Regions from separate parts of the Arachis hypogaea genome. Here region 1 is linked to region 2. Evidence: chromatin contacts called from public Hi-C data. All regions are on one chromosome and are shown on one strand. Each heading gives the region's core, a stretch centred on a gene start, on an enhancer-like site or on the middle of the called end of the contact. The rest is flanking DNA. Distances are from core to core; before and after follow the strand shown. Region 1 has its middle 12 kb from the start of LOC140179414. Region 2 holds the start of LOC112751253 (lachrymatory-factor synthase).

Evidence for each region. Hi-C and Micro-C count contacts between places; a contact is called where the count stands out from the background.
Region 1: a contact with region 2 is called in a Hi-C map of leaf, with 2.8 times the contacts expected there. The contact joins the enhancer-like site here to the promoter of LOC112751253 in region 2. A contact is called at or near these places in 2 of 8 Hi-C or Micro-C datasets (leaf and an unstated tissue).

Annotation. Positions count from the first base shown.
Region 1 is chr15:149,487,321-149,493,115 of arahy.Tifrunner.gnm2.J5K5, reverse strand. No RefSeq gene overlaps it. Among protein-coding and RNA genes, the nearest start is that of LOC140179414, 12 kb to the left of the region's middle. Within about 2 kb of position 1,530, at least 3 of the 3 cell types and tissues checked have open chromatin away from gene starts, as enhancers often do.
Region 2 is chr15:149,434,704-149,440,401 of arahy.Tifrunner.gnm2.J5K5, reverse strand. It overlaps LOC112751253 (lachrymatory-factor synthase), which reads left to right and starts at 2,399. Exons shown (of 1, transcript XM_025800331.3): 1 at 2,399-3,194. The coding sequence starts at 2,485. The coding sequence ends at 3,000. LOC112751252 (SNW/SKI-interacting protein A) reads right to left here. Exons shown (of 3, transcript XM_025800330.3): 3 at 4,374-5,698. The coding sequence ends at 4,692.

The DNA of each region.
Region 1 (5,795 bases), core at 281-2,780, 54 kb before region 2:
ATATCAAAAATAATATTTCAAAAATATTTTATTGGAGATGCTCTTAAAAAAATTAAAAAGTTCCTAAAAATCACATTAAAAATAGAAGACTGAAAATATAATATATTATAAATGTGAATAGAAAATAAATTTTCTAATGGACTGCATAATATATTTAAATACTTTAAATATAATTCTGATTGTTTAAAAGTGATTTGAATTTACATCCATTAAGTAAAAAAATTTATTTATGGTTAGATGATTCATTATATAATAGTGTAAACAATAAAAATCATTTTTAATTTTCATTTGGTTTGAGAAATTAGTTGTTGTGTCCACTTCTCATCATAAAAAGTTAAAAATAAAAAAAGAAAAAGAAAAACCTTAGTAGTAGCTTAACAGCCACTCCACATGGCTGCAGTGGTTACTTGCTTCGCTTTTTTTAAAGCCTATTCACATCATAGAATCTCTCTCTTTTTTATTTATTTTTTGGTCTAACACATTCCACTCATTAGGGATGTGCATGAATCGGATAAAATCAGGTTTGATATGACCCAAATTCGATTCGAAATATACACCGGACATATTTATTAGATCCGAACCCGACTTTAGACCCAATGAAACCTATATATTTTCGGGCCACGATTATACCAGATAAAAATTGAGTGAAAACCGAGCCATTAACATTACATTGTCTTGATACTTTCTTATAAGCTAGCATGTGAAAATATCTAAATTTTCAAGACTCCAACCATTATTTAACATAGTAAAATTCATTTAGAAAAATATAACAAGAACCAACTATTCTCTAAAATTAAAGCATATCCATAATCAATACTAATATTGTCTAATAACACCTAATATTTAAATCAATACAAATAACACAATATTATGCATTTGTCTAAAATCTTATGCATTTTAAACATAAAACATTAACTTATAATCTTATAATAACTAATAAAACAAAATATTAAGGTTTACAGTACTTAAATTTCACATAAGAATAGCTATCATCCATCACTAATAACAGAAAAAATATTAATTGTATATGATAACCGGGCCACGGGCTGAGTTCGGGAGACCCGAGTCATGGCCCAAACTCGACCCGAAATAATGACCGGGTCGATTTTTGAGACCTTTACCCAGTCTTTGACCCAGTAAAATCACACCAAATTAGCTTCTAAAGTGTTCGAAACCAGACCAAATCTTCAAACCGGACCGAACCATGCACACCCCTACCACTCACACACACTAACTTAGCAACTACGCTAGGACTCAAATCCGGTGGGGTTTTGTTTGAGGAAAACAGCTTTGCTATTATATCACATGCCTCAGCCACGAATCTCCCTCTTCAAAATGATCTATTTTGCTATTTCAAAATACAACTACCTCTATTTTTTTTTTTTGGGTGTGGCCTAAGGGTTTATTTATATTTGGGCCTTCAACAACCAAAGTTTATAATTAATAACTCTTTTGTGGTTTGACCCAAACTTTATGTGTGGCATTGGGTCAAATCAAAATTGTACAAAACAAAACAACTCGGATGCACTTGTTGGATATGGAAGCCCAAATCTACATGGAACCAAACATTGGGCCTGCTTAAATGGGAGGTTCTAAAATATTATACCAAAAAAATAATATTATACCAAAAAACCAACTTGATTGGTCAAGTGATAAGCTCATTCATCCATTTAAATAAGTATTTGGAATTTGAATTTCGCCTTGTGCATGCAGCAACCCACTAACTAGTGACAGACCTTTAAGTGAAGCTCAGATCCATGCTAAATACCTTAGTCTATCGGACTGAAAAATACCATGAACAAAAAAAATATATTATATCAAAAAATGGGTAGGATAAAATACTCATAAGGACATACCGACTTAAATTGGCCAAATATCTAACTCATTCGTCTAGTTGAATAAATATCAGAAATTCGACTCTTATTTTATACCTGCAGCAACTAATTGATAATTGTTTAGATCATAAGATGGTTTGGTAGAGACAACAAATACCTTTACTTCGTTAGTCTTTTTTTTTTTTTTTTTGGGACAGATACTTCGTTAGTCTTGTAACTAAAGAGTAACTAGGGTAAGCATTATTGGGCCATGACAAACAAGATTGGTTGGAACATCAAGCTGGACCCATCTTGGTGGTGTCTTTTTAATTTTGATAAAACAGCTGTTACTCATTATATTTTAAAATTTTTAATTAAAATATATTTGTTGAAATATAACAATAACATAAATTATCAATAAATACTAACTATCTGAATTTTTTAAATATAATTAAAAATATTTTATAGTATGTAATATAATTATTTATACACACTTAGTAATTATATGCAAGATAGTAAAATTGTAGTTTCTATCTTGACATGAAAGATTAATGTAAAATCGTAATTTATAAAATTATTAGACAGAATGTAAATATATTTTATAAATCATAAAAAATAAAAAATATAAAAAATATAATGTAAAATTAGTTTCATAAACAAGTCTCTAAACAAAATCACACATAGTTAAGCATAACACTAATTAGAACAGATTCATTAAATCACTTAAAAACATATTTATTTAATAATTTAAGGGTAAAATATTAAATTGGTCTCTATGTTTGGGCGTAATTCTATTTTAGTCCTTAAGGTTTAAAGTGTCCTATTTGAATCCAAAAAAGTTTCATTTAGCATCAATTTAGTCCCATAGTGAGGTCAAACTTAAACAATTAACAGAATATTCTACATAACAACAGTACAAGAACAAAATCGATAATCTGGAGAACAAGTACAAGCTCCAGAGGCACAAAATCAACCGTTGATGCATCAATACATTTATTTATCATTCTCTTTAATTCTATAGAAAATATTTTATTTATATTATAAGAAAAATAATAAATAAATATATTGATGCATCAACGGTTGATTTTGTGCCTCTAGAGTTTGTACATGTTCTCCAGATTATCGATTTTGTTCTTGTACTGTTGTTATGTAGGACATTTCGTTAATTATTTAACTTTGACTTCAATGTGGGACTAAATTGATGCTAAATAAAACATTTTTGGATTCAAATAGGACACTTTAAACTTTAAGGATCAAAACAGAATTACGCCCAAACATAGGGGACCAATTTAGTACTTTACCCATAATTCAAACATAAAATCAGATTCAGAATATTACAATAAAGCATATATATTCATAAAAAGAAAGGAGTTGCACGCTCAATTCACACGTTAACAAATTCACTAATTGAAACGTTTTAAAATAAAAGAATTCAGGTAAAGGCATAAAGCACTCAAATTAGAGGCTCAGAGCAAATTCAAGCTATGTGTCTTTCTAAACTAATGTTCACGTGATGTTCACTAGTATAGACACGACTAGAATAAAGTAGTAAAGAAGAGGCTAAAAGTACCGTTGCAGGTCCTATCTCAGCCAAGACAATTAGCTCTAGCAACGACAAAAGGAGAAAAGAATAGAGAAATTAATTGAGATACTAAAGTCTCATTGTTTGAGAAAACTAGAGATTCAGAATCATCTCTACTTCTAGGGAGGGAGGCTAAGTCCCTGAAGGAGAGAAATGCATAAATGAAACAATCTAGGGTTCTTTTCTAGCTTTTTTTTCTCCACGCGTTTGGCCTGGATTCGGGTTAGATTCCAAACTAAGTCGATCAGAGAACATTGAAACACCACTTATGGATTGGTCTTCTTCCTTTCACACAGGGTTGCTGACAAAATCATGATTTCAGCCATTTTGCAACTTTTCTCGACGATTCCACGTGAATAGCATTGCTCTCACTTGAACAACAAAATCAGAACGAAGAGAAACTGCAAAATCGCTAAAGTGTGCGATTTCGCAAGTTGAGTCACAATTTTGACTATGTTATTTGTATGTAATATTTTAATAAAAAATAAAATTATAAAAAATATGTAATAAACTCCTTTAAATTTGTGAACAAGACAATATTTAAAAATCTCAAATCTTTCTTTCACTTCTCCTTCCTCCCCTCAAAACCTTTCATTTTCTCTCTCAGAACTCGTGGACAGATTTGATTAAGCTTTTTTGGACATAGGAGATTTACTAATAAATTGGAATTATTAGTGGCGCTATCTTTTAATTGATCGTGATGTTACAAAAAGTTACAAATAACTGCCAACTGAAAATAAAGATATAGCCTGGTTAAAGATAGAGAGACACATAAGCACTTCTAATAGATAATTAATTTAATAAAAAAGCACTAATATATAGTCACGGTCTCTATCCCAACTTCCATTATTATTTTTCTTTCCTCCTTTTCTACTCTTTTAATAAAGAGGAATGTTAGAGGGATAATGACTTTATTGAACAATATGAACAATTACCAATCAAATAAAAACACATTACATCTCTAAATTAATTCTCTAAATTTTAATATTAAAATAACCATCCGTACACTAATAAAATAAACATCCAATATATCTATTGTTTACATTGTTTAATATTTTCATTGTTTACCTATACTTTTCCTTTAATAAATACATAGGATGAAACCCTTTAATGGGAAAAGCAATACTTTTTGTTCGCGATAAGATAGGAGACGAGACGCAATGGAGTTAGTGTACATACCAAAAGTCCAAAAGAAATAAATACAAGGTAGATTTTTTTATTTTTAGTAATTTTTTTCCAAAAATTATTCTGTAAGTTTAATTTGATCATATTAGATTGTTTAATTTGTAGATTCGATCATATTACATCGTTTAGTTTGTATGATGATTATCTTTTTAGCCGTGTTACATAGGCCATAGCTAACAAAATTTATCATTTTTAGATTAATATTTGACTAATAAATAATTTTTATATATAATGTCAAAAAATATAAAATTAATTAAATTTTAAATTTTAAATTCTAAATCTTAAATTTTAATCTTTAAATCATAATAGTCAAAAAATATAATATTGACTTAAAGGTATTGGCTAATAATAATAAAAAAATTGATTCTTGAAATATTTATATTTTTTTTCAATTATTAAAATTATATAAAGAAAATTGGAAATGTTTGGTAACAAAAAAAAATCAGCCAAAAACAGTCATAATTTGCTTTATTTAACATTCATTAATTATTGCGATGATTAATTAATGCTAAATAAGGCAAGTTCTGGCTGTTTTTTTGTCTACCTAACATTATCCAAAGAAAATATAGTAAGTGACAGACTAACAGTGTGTAGCCAATTTTATTACCAGATAACTAATTTTTTTAAAGACTAATTTTAAATTTCATTAATGCATCCCAATATTGTGCTCTAGAAAATTTGACGCAGTGCACCCCCCTCAACCCCTCTTATTGCGACGTCGCACCCTCTTCATGCAAATCTTCATGCCGCGAAGTCATTTAGTGTCTCTTCTACCTCGCGCAGCCACAATGCTACGCCAAATTCGCGCTCCGTCGTGCACCAGTCGTCTGCCGGCAGAACCAATGTGTCTTCCATGGTTGACGACGCATGAAAGAATGACTACCGCAGTTACGCCACATACAATCTCCTTTTCCTCCTTTTCTCTTCTTCTTCCTCTTCGTTGTAGGTGTTGGAATATATATTTTCTAGTTTTGGATGTTTATGTCTCCTTGGTTTTAGATGTATTTTTTTTGGGAAGTTCTCTGGTGGCCAAAATTATAATAACTAAGAATGGCCAAGATTTGACTATCCTATAAACAGATGACATATAGAAAGGAGTATGCAGGTTTTGGTGGGATTGATTATTATAAATACTAGTAATTATTGCAGGACAAAAAAAATGTCATGACCAAAATTATGTGTACATTATATAGACTTTTGTGTAAAAAAAGGCT
Region 2 (5,698 bases), core at 1,150-3,649:
ATCATGCATTGGAATTGGCGTGTTGACTTTCGTTTGATTATGAGAGATGCAAACACGGTGGCAGATACTATGGCAAAGATGGCGATGAAGTTACAACTTTCGCATGTGGAGCTTCTTTCACCTTGGGAGGAGTTTAAGAGTAGTCTTAAACGGGACTGTCCCTCTATTTAAGCAGTTCCTTGTTTTGTTTCTTTTGTTTTTCTTTGTTTAATTTATTTCAGTCACCAAAAAAAAAATTAAATAATCATACGGATTACATAATTAGATATGTTTCTTTTTTTTATAAACATTAGATATGTTTGTTTGCACCTTCAGAAATTCACTAAATCACCGACAGTGGCCCATCACTTTCAGTGACATCATATTTAAGTAATAATGAATTTTCTTGATCGAAAAAAAATTGAGCTGAGGAATTTTGATACATAATTGTCACACAGCATGAATCCCAATATTTGTTACCTCAGTTGACTGTTCCTCACAAATTTCGAGGATTTAATTAGCCACAGAATGTCAGATCAACTAGGCCGAAAAAAATTTATATAGGAGAAATTTGAGAGATATCCAACAAATAGGGTTTTTCGTGTTTTTCTAATATGGGAATTAAGAAGATGTTGGAGGCGAATTATAAAATTTTTTTATTAATTTTTAAAAAGTAAATTTGTTAGGCCGAATTGTATTTTTTTTAATTTAGAAAAACAATTTGTTATGCTGAATTGTATTTTTCTAAAACTTTTAAAAAATGAATTTGTCTGAAATGAATTGTAATTTAAAAAAAATGGAAAATAAATTCACTGTGAGTGAATTTTTTTCTAGAAAAAATATTTATAAATGAAATTTGTCAGAGACGAATTGTAAAAAAAGGAATATGTTAAAAGCGAATTTCAGACAGAATATATCCACGTAACTCACATTTTTTTACCATTTTCTGTAAAAACAAATCTTCCATAATCATATCAAAATTAAAAAAGACAACTTATATAATCTTCAGTATATTAGATAAAATTCAGATCATTTTATCTAATTATATTCATTTTTATCATTCTTTCTAAAAACCAAAAAGAAAAATGCATGTTAATATTTTCTTATAAAAAATGTATACACGATACACACATTTCTTAGTTTATTAATGATAGGCCGAATAAGTGACTAAAAAAATTAGGCCTAATAAAAAATCTTCTGTAATTCAAAATACTCTCACAATGTCAAGCATTATAATTAAATTAGGATGAAGTTCCTGTCCAAAAAAAAAATAGGATAAAGTTTAGACATGCCAATTAAAATTAATTATTTATAAGGGTTAATTTTTGAAATGGTTTTTGAAACATCTTTTATAAGTCAATTTGGTCACTTTAAATGTTTAATGTCTCAATTTGATTCCTGAAAAATATATGATATGAGTTAAGTAGGTCATTTCATTAACTTCTTGTTGATACGTCACACTAATATGTGAGATAAAAATATGTCGTGTATCACTTTCTTAATATGTCATATGGTACTTAACCATAACAAGTTAGAAAAATTAATTTCTCTTATGTTAATATTTTTTAAGAATCCAATTAAGGTGTTGAATTTTTTAATGATCAAATTGATTCCTAATGATCTTTTAAGGATTAGTTCGAAAACTACACTTTTTAATTTAGATATAGAAAGAGGAATGGTGTAGGACATAGTTATGGAGTGTATGGGTGCTTTACGCAGTTGTGGTGTCAAGAACAAATCGGACCCTCCGATTTGTGTTTAAAAAATTTAAAAAAATTGCATTACACAAATTGGACCGTCCGATTTGTATTTTAAACAATTAAAAAAATATTTAATATTGAAATCGGACCATCCGATTTTTGTTTTTAAAATAAAAAAAATTTAAAAGTACAAATCGGATCCTTCGATTTTCCCTTCCATCCGATTTGTGTTCATAATTTTTTTAACGAAGAAATCGGACAACACTTTATGGTTCAAAAAAAATTATCCCACATTCATGTCTAGCACCACCCACCTCCATACCCATGCACAACACATACAGAATTTGCATATCCAAAAAAATGAGCGCGAAAACTAACCTTTGTTTATCCATATATCTCTTTTTCTTATTATTTAAAAAAAAATCTACATGACCAGCAAATATTATTATGTTTGACCCATAATAATTTGCGCTCATTTTTACACGTTTTACACACAAAAAACATATAATTTGTATCTATATTTATCAAAATTTTGCATATATGAATCAATATAGTTTATAGTTATACATATACTTTTCAGAATTTATACACATAAACTAATAAAATTTATTTGTTAAAAATAATTTTGTGCTTGTGCTGGCCAAATAATGACACAAAATATTAAAAATTGCTATCCTCAAGAGTTTCTCTTAAAAAAAAGGAGAAAAAATTGATGGATTCTGATACATGTTATGTAATTAGGCCACTATCATGAGATTATAAATACAGAGCTTATCATACTTGTGTTTTGTGTGGAATTTGTAATATGATGGAAGCTTCAAATCAACAAGTTGAAAAATGGAAGGGCAAGGCCAAAACAGAAGTACTAGGATTCAAAGTAGAGCAAGTATGGCCTCTCTTGGAAGATTTCTTTGGCCTTGACAAGTGGTTCCCTACTCTCTCTACATGCCTTGCTGTCGAAGGCATCTCCGGCCGACCCGGCTGCGTGCGCTTCTGTGCCGGATTCAAGACCCCTGTGGATGAACAAGGCAAACAAACTATAAATTGGACTAAGCAGAAGCTTTTGTCCATTGACCCAACATTGCATACATTTAGCTACTCAATCATAGATGGAAATGTTGGATTCTGCTCCTACATTTCGACCTTGAAGGTGACACCTAAGGAAGATCAGGGCTGCGAGATTGAGTGGCTATATGAAGTTGAACCTGTCCAAGGGTGGCGGCCGGAAGATCTCGATCTTTTCATTGGTTCGGGTTTGCAGGTGATGGCTCAGAGGATTCAGGGAGCTTTGGAGACCATGCAAGAAGCAGTTAAAACTTGAAGTAATCATGTGAGTGGCTACCAAGAAATGCAATAAAGCTACTACTACTTCTTCAGTTGATGTATCCTTTGTGTGTTCTAGTGTATAACTTTGTTATGAATAAGTACTAGTAGTAATTAGTTGAACATGAATGATTTGGAATTTATGCTGTTTGTTTGAAAAGTTGCAACAATAAAATAGCTATTTGTTCTGAATTTCATATGGTGCTCATCTCTGGGTATAAGGTGCTACTTCACTGGAAACTCTCATTCTTTTTTATCCATCAATTTGAAGGAGTCCAAAGGTTGAGATTCCAATAAACACTTCCACTATGTTTGATGCTTTGATAGTTGGAAGTGAAACAGATTATTTGTGTCTTTTATTTTCTCTAATTTTTAAGAAAAAAAAATATAGAAAATTGACATAAACCTTAAAATTGAGCACATAATTCCTTGGTAAAAATAGTAATGGAAAATACTATACTATATAGTATATACATACTAAAACCAACCACCATGTATTTGTATTTGTATTTGTGTGTATTACTTTATATATTTTTAATGTGTATTCTATTTTCTAATATTTAATTTATATGAGTAATAATTCTTTATATGCATGCAACATGATTGAATTAAAATATTGAGTAATGCTAATAATAATAATTAATGTTGAATACACTTAGTAATGTGAAACGTCCTTTTAAACTGTCTATCCAAAAACCAAAATTATCCCCCGTATGCAAGACTTCGGAAATAGTGGGTATATAAGAACACTTTTGGCTGCTTGAACATAAAAATAATAACGACAATTGAATATGTCATAAACAAATTTCATCGTGAATTACTGATACAATTTGGTGATGTTAGACATCAAGATATATGGGATTTCAATAAAGATTTGTCTCACCAATTTGGTCTTTTAGATGAAATGGAGTAGGCATCAATGGGTCTGAAAACCCATTTCATATATGACGAAGTATTGTTTTAAACTTTTGGGATAAAAAAATAAAATAAAAAAAAGGAAATCCAAAATCAATCAAGATTAAGATCCAATTTAGTTACGATATAGTTACATGGATGATATTTTAATCATTATCAAGTTTGACTGATTCATAAAACGATGCACTCAAAACTTAATTCATGTGACGATGGAGAACAAAATTGAACATTAATCCAGCAAAAGAAAAAATCAGGAAGATTTTACTACCATTATTATTGTTTGTTTGGCAAAAAACCAGACTATTGCAGCAAACTTGCTGTGTCTGTCATCAGTGTATGACACTCAATAAGATACCTAAAACTAGGAGAACACACAAAATATTTGAACTTCAAAGAAATTTGTTATTCTGAAATGAATATTCAAGTGAAATGTATGAAATTGAAATAGAAAGGATATAAGAACTGAAATCAACATCTTTCATCTGGGTATATCTATATATTATGAAACCGTAGCAAATATTTCGATTCAACATCAAGGAGTCCAGATTTTTAAGAGACTACTTACCATCAATAGGCAAATATCTACTTTAAAACATTCCAATTCATGATTTCATTTGACATATAACTCAATCAAAAGCCATAAACATTTTAGAACCAGAGTACAGAGACATTTTAGAAAATTCCAAGTTCAAACACAACCTAAACCACCAGTTGGAATATGTAGGAGTGAACTGACCAGCCATCAGAAATTGACATCATTTGATAATAATCTACTTAGTGGCCTCTTTCGAATCCAATGCGAGTCCTACCAGAACCTCCCTCATAACCATCCCGCATTGAAGATCCGGCACTTGCTCTCATTGTTCCTCCACTACCAACATTTTCCATTGCTTTCTTACCACTCTTGACGTCTGTCAAGAACTGATCCAGACCAAATGGATCAGCTTCATCTTGATTCTCAAATTCAAGAGGCCTGTCCCTGGGTCCAGACCTTTCAGAAGTCCCCGCAAATCCTCTATCAGGCTTGAATCGATCCGTCTTCCTAATCTTCTCTAACTGCTCATCTGCACCGCCATAAGTCTCATTATCAACATCCTTCTTTGGCCTATAGAGGGTTGAGAGTGTTGGCTGTGCAGTGAACAAGCCTTGGTCATAAACATTGTACTGATCATCAGTGGCAAATCCAGATGATATTCCTTTTTCCTGGTTGAATAGCCTCTCATCATACATGACCTCAGTACCCGCCTTGGTAGAAGCCATACCAAGAGCAACTTTCTCACTTATATCACGATCCCTGTCTCTTGTGATCTTGCTTTTCTTTCCCATAGCAGCATCCTTAGCCTCTAATCGTCTCTCCCTTTCCCTTTCTCTTCGCCGTTCCTCACGGATTTTTTCCCTATGCAGCCGCTCCTCCCTTTCCTCCCTTGACTCCTTTGGATAGTTCTTCTCCCTTTCACCTCTTTCGCGTTCACGTGGTTGCTCATAATCATCTGCCATGTCAGCATCATCCATGGCGCTCCTCTCAGATGGAACAGGAATGGCAGCTGGAGGGGCTACACCAGTTCTCTCTGAACGTGCTTTCTGGGCCAAAGCCCTCAGCTCCTGTTCTTTCCTTTCCTTCTCCTTTAGAAGCATCTCCTTCTGAACCTTGGACCTCATTGCAACTGCTTCTCTAGCCTTCTGCTCTGCAACATATAATGCCTCTGAAAGCTTTGCAAAATTATCATTAATCTGAACATCCTGAAGACCTCTCCCATCAGCTGCAAGACGCTTGTCAAGAG